2 separate regions of the Muntiacus reevesi genome follow, and region 1 is linked to region 2. Evidence: chromatin contacts called from public Hi-C data. All regions are on one chromosome and are shown on one strand. Each heading gives the region's core, a stretch centred on a gene start, on an enhancer-like site or on the middle of the called end of the contact. The rest is flanking DNA. Distances are from core to core; before and after follow the strand shown.

The links. Hi-C and Micro-C count contacts between places; a contact is called where the count stands out from the background.
Region 1: a contact with region 2 is called in a Hi-C map of muscle, with 7 times the contacts expected there. The contact joins the promoter of USP9X here to the promoter of MED14 in region 2. A contact is called at or near these places in 2 of 3 Hi-C or Micro-C datasets (blood and muscle).

Annotation. Positions count from the first base shown.
Region 1 is chrX:39,591,444-39,594,143 of mMunRee1.1, reverse strand. USP9X (ubiquitin specific peptidase 9 X-linked) reads right to left here and starts at 1,283. Exons shown (of 45, transcript XM_065916535.1): 1 at 1,084-1,283.
Region 2 is chrX:39,255,623-39,258,322 of mMunRee1.1, reverse strand. It overlaps MED14 (mediator complex subunit 14), which reads left to right and starts at 1,449. Exons shown (of 32, transcript XM_065915347.1): 1 at 1,449-1,958. The coding sequence starts at 1,750. LOC136154434 (putative uncharacterized protein MED14OS) reads right to left here and starts at 1,713. Exons shown (of 1, transcript XM_065916712.1): 1 at 1,411-1,713. The coding sequence starts at 1,713. The coding sequence ends at 1,411.

The DNA of each region.
Region 1 (2,700 bases), core at 34-2,533, 340 kb before region 2:
CCCTCCCCTCCCCTCCCCTCGATCCAGCTGTTGGCCCCGGAAAAGCGCGTCGTCCCGGCGCTGCTGGCTACTCACCGCACGACACAGGCGTCTTCTCTTAAGAAGCAAGACACGCGGAGGCGACAATCAAGGCTCAGTCCCGGGACAAGGCCGACCCTGGGTGCATCCCAGGCCCAAGGGTGACGGGCGACAAAGTGTGTCGAAGGACCGTAGGCGTAGGGACCGGGGAACTACACAGGGGCACCGGAATTCGCTGCTCGCCGCGCCCGCCTTGCAGCAGAGGTGGCCGCGGCCGCCTCCTCCTCCCCCTCCTCCTCAGCCGGCGGCGGGCCTCTTCCCCCTCCTCGCCTCGGGCTGAGGCTCTTTCTGAGCGCAGACGGGCTCCGGGCGGTGCGTTTCTCCTGCGTCACCTCCTCCTGCTCCTCCTCCCGCAGTGGAGGCTTCACCTTCCACTGGTCGCCGCCTCTGTCCCCGCTCCGGGCCTGCTCGCTCTGCTGCGGCTTGCTCCAAGCACCCGGCGCCCAGCGAAGCACCGGGCGCAGAAGCAACCGCCTCCCGCGAGGCCTATGAGCTGAGCGATACGGGGAGGGGCTCCGCGCAGCAGAGGCCCGGACGGGCCGGGTGCAGGGAGGTTGCGGCTCCGGCGGCGGCGGAGACTAGCTTCCGCAGCCGCGGATGCCCGTCCTCTTCAATATGGCGGATCCGGCAAACCAAAAAAAAAAAAAAAAACCGCTCGGCCAGTGGCGGCGGCGGTAGCGGTGGCAGCAGCAGTGGCGGCGGCGGCGGAGGCAGCAGCGCGACGGCGCAGACTCCTGCAAGCCCCAGCACCGCCCAGACCCGAGGTTCCCCGCCCTCGCCAAGCCCCACCCCTCACGGGGCCAGCCCCTGAGCCCTCCTCCTCCTTCACCCCACCCCCCTTCTCGCTCGGCGGCTCCTTCTCCCCCGTCCAGCCGGGGCGGTCTTCCGTCGGGGAAGAATGGCTCCTGCCTCGGGAAAAGTCGGGCCAGGCGAGAGACGCTTGGAATTCGAGGAGCCGGGCTGGGGGAAGGGAGGAAAATGCGGTCAAGATTTTTCAAACAGTACCGTTTATTTCGGTCGGGCCCTCCAGGGTTGTACTACGGCCAGGAACTGTTCCATGCCCCTCGCCTCCGGGGCGGTGTGAGGGTAGAAGGGGCAGAACGAGCAGAAGCGGGGGCGGGGAGACCCGAAAGGCTCTGGCACGCCGGAGAAGGAACTGGGATGTCAGGATTGGCAGGGTGCGTGGACAAGACAGAGTTAACCGCGCAAGCCACAGTCGCGTCGCTCAGAGTTTGACTTGGGCCGCTTGTTTTTGTTCCATTGTGAACCGAGGCCCCGCCGCCGAGTGCCCGGATGATGACGTCACCACTCCCCCCCTTTTCCGGGATTGTGGGGGGAGGGGTGGCGGATCTAGAGACCGCGCGCTGGGCGGTCGCGCTCGCAGCGGTTGGGGGGGGGGGTCCCAGTGGCACAGCTGACCCTCGACACGTGTGGGCCGGCCAGGCCCACGGGGCGGGTACCTTGCGAGGGCCGTGGTGCGAGATGCCAAGGGCCAGCCACCTGCTCCTTGCCGATAGGGAGAAGGTGTGGCTATCTCCTGTGATGGCAGGGGGGAGTTGGGAGTGGGGGCCCTCTCCCCAATCTTAGAAGCAGGTGCTCTGAGAAGTTCATTCAGGTGATCCTGCAGCACCTGTGCCAGAAAGCATTTGGGCTCCTTCACAGCCTGACCGTGACCTGCCACCCTTTGGAGCTTGAAACATCAAAGAGAACACTGTTAGGTGCCACTGGTGGCATAGCGAATGTGCCAAGATTAGCCTCATACCAAATCATCAGCACAATTCAGTGTTAGAACCCGGAAGGGCCTTACGAACCTATGTCATCCATGTCATGCATTATTTTATACTTTTGTTTATAGTCCAACGTGAAGCCTATCAGGCTAAACTCAAATAAATGGAGTGCAAGGAAAATACAGCCTGTCTTGAATGCCCAGAAGAAAAGAAATGCAGCTCCTAACTTAGGCACAGATACTCTTTGGATGTAAAAAACGCTGTGGACACCAAATTGTATGCAAAATTAGAGCAAAACTCTAAAAAATAAAATTACATTTTGTGTAGAACAGGGTTGGATTTAGTGGCTACAATTAAGTTCCTTTTTAATAAACGCTTGTTAAGATGGAGTTCAAACTAGGATGACACTAGGAGAGCATAATGTTATTAGTACGTTAAATTTTCAGGGCTTCCCTGGTGGTCCGTTGGTTAAGAATCCGTCTCCCAATGCAGTGGACACCTGTCCAAGCCCTGATCCGAGAAGATGCCGCATGCTGGGAGGCAGCTAATCCGTGAGCCACAACTACGGAGCCCGAGTGCCCTAGAGCATGTGCTCCACAGCAAGAGAAGTCACCCCAGTGAGAAGCCCAGGCAGGGCAACTAGAGAGTAGCCCCCGTTTTCTGCTACTAGAGAAAACCCATGCCCAGCAATGAAGACCTATATTAAAATAACTTTTAACTATTTCCGTATACAGTAGTAAACTATACAGTTTCACCATAAAAATCATCCAATAAAGTGTCCAAGACACAAAATTCATAGGCTAATAACTGACACCACATTTAATCTTATTTTTATAATTATTTCCATGAATGGATTGTCTTCCACTAGTGTATGAGCTCCTAAAGACTAGACTGC
Region 2 (2,700 bases), core at 200-2,699:
AGGACCATCTTGTACATCTTGGGTGTATGTGACCACCAGGGCTTTTTGGCTGAAGTCAACAGTTTTCAAAAGAGGAAAAAGAACCTTCAATAAAACAAAACAACTGCCAAAGAAATGATACCATTCTAGCTAACTTAGAAAAAATTTGTTTCCTAAGGTAGCAGCATAGGGATGGATCTTAGGGAGAGTATCTACCCTCCAGCAACTGTACCTGTGGGGGCTGTAAGTAATCCTACTGCCTTTTAATGAGTACTAGGATGCTATTGTTTGTGTAAATGTGCTTTAGGATCACAAAAGAGGGAGCAAGTGATTAAGATTACACCCTCAGAAGACAGGTCAATTGTCTTCAAGAATGACTAAGAATTACACAAGTGGACAAGAATGAGAGTATTTTAACCTTAGGAAATGGCAAGTGCATCTCTTACTCCTGAGTCACAGATAAGACTCTGCAAAAAGATATTTGAAAAGGGTGGTGGCAATTGACGCTTTTAAACAGTGCACATTAAAATCACCTAGGAAGCTTTTAAAAATCCTGAAGCCCCGACTAATTAAAGCCGAATCTATGGGGAGAGGAGCATAAGTATATTTTAAAACCACCCACTCCTGCATCTCCCCCCAGATTCCAACGTGCAGGCAAGGTTGAGAATCATGGCTTTAAATCAGAAAGCAAAATATTAAGCGTGCATTTTGAGCGGGAAAATGTGGCAGTAGGGCATAGAAAACGAACTGAAAAGTCCTTGGAAGGCAGGGCGGCTACTTCAACAGCAGGGACAAGAACCAAATGGGAGAGTCAGTGGTAGAGGATTTAGACTGTTTCTGCGGTAGAACTGCCAGGTTTTGGGGGTCGGTAAGGAGCTCAGCCTATATCCGACTCCATTCAAGTGAAGTTATTCTGCCAGTGGCCCTTCTTCTACCCTCAATAATATTTTCTCGCATCTTTTCCCACAGTTAAAAAAAAATGACGGAAACGTCTCCTATCCCACGAAAGGCGCATGGGCAGACTGTGGGAGGTGCAAAGATCTGAGATGTCACAAGCGCTCAGCCGTAACAATTTCTTTTCGAGTCCAGAAACACAGGTCACAAACATCTGGGATGGGGTGTCCTCCCCGGCTGGGTTGCACCCACCAGGGGAACGCTGATGAACACCTCAGCACAAATCGGATCTTTCTAAATTCTGGAGGGCGGCGAGGGCAAGGGCCAGGCAACTGCTGACGTTCTCAATGACAACACTGGCTCCGCCCTTACACTCACTTCCGGCGGCTCGCAGCCCCCGTTTCCGCTTTTCACGCCCGCGCGCCGGCCCCGCCCCACTCCCACGCACCTCCCCCCCAACGTCCCCCCGCCCGACCGCCTGGAGAAAAGGCACAGGTTGCTGTCGGAAGTCCCCCTTTGGTTCCCCTTCCGTTCTTCCTAACGACTTCCGCTTTGGGCCGTCAATATGGACGCTGCGGCTGCCTGGCCGAGCGGCCTCTGAACGGTTGCTGGGGCGCTGCTTCTCTGCGGCTGCCGCCCGGCTTCCCCGCCCTCCCCCCGCCCCTCGCTCCAGTCCCTGGAGCCGGCGGGCTCGTCGCTACATGGGGGCGGGCCTCTGCGGCCGGCGTAAGGCTTCCTGTTCTGAGGCGGCTCGGCAGTAGTAGGCGGCGGCGGCGACTCCGCCCGCGCCCACTTAGGCGCGGTGACTGAACGCCCGGGAGGGAGGTTTGAGGGCCGCATCTTGTACCGCTGCGCCAAGCCCGGCCCTGTGCCGCCATGGCCCCAGTGCAGCTGGAGAACCACCAGCTGGTCCCGCCCGGAGGCAGCGGCAGCGGCGGCCCCGCGTCAGCCCCGGCACCTCCTCCTCCCGGAGCCGCCGTGGCAGCGGCCGCTGCGGCCGCGGCTACCCCTGGCTACCGGCTGAGCACCCTCATCGAATTTCTACTGCACCGGGCCTACTCGGAGCTCTTGGTGCTGACGGACCTGTAAGTGCCGCGAAATCCACGCCTGCTCCCCAGCCCTCGCTTCCCGCCCAACCGGCTGCGAGGTTCGCACCTCCTTCTCCCCAAGAGGCTTTCTCCTCTCCGCTGGGCTGCTTAAGTCTAGAATTTCTGAACTCTTGGGGCCCAGCGGAGGTGGAGGAGGAGCTTTCCATTTGGGGTCCTGGAGATGAAGCAATCGAGACTTGTGAATTATGCACGTTGTTTGACTTTCCCTGAAAAGCCCATCTTTGGAATTTTTGCTCGATTTGCCTGCTGAACCTTATTGATTTGTTGGTTGGAAGCTTTTTAGCCCAGACTCCGAGTTTAGGGTTTAGGAATATATATTATTCGGGCGTTTAAAAAAATTCCCAAAGACAAATTGTGTTACAGCCTCTTACGGTACATTTTAAATGTAGGTTGTAATTGCTTCTGACAAAGTTTGAACTCAGGAGATGTATTGTATGTAAAAGAATGTAAAATGTTGGATCCCAACGTTTGTTTTCCTGGAATGTTAGGGACTGTTTGAAGTCTTAACACTTGTAGTGTAAGTAAAGATTTTTTGGTAACTAGCCTGTTGTTACTGTCTCGTGGGGTATGAGGGGAGTTTATAAATCACCAAGTTACCAGTAAAATGCCTTGGGATATGATTAGATGTTAATCCCTTCAGAATAGGATCAGAATACACTGTAATGATTTTCAGGTGTGTGAAGAAAAGAAACTATGAAATTTAGGGGTATATATAATT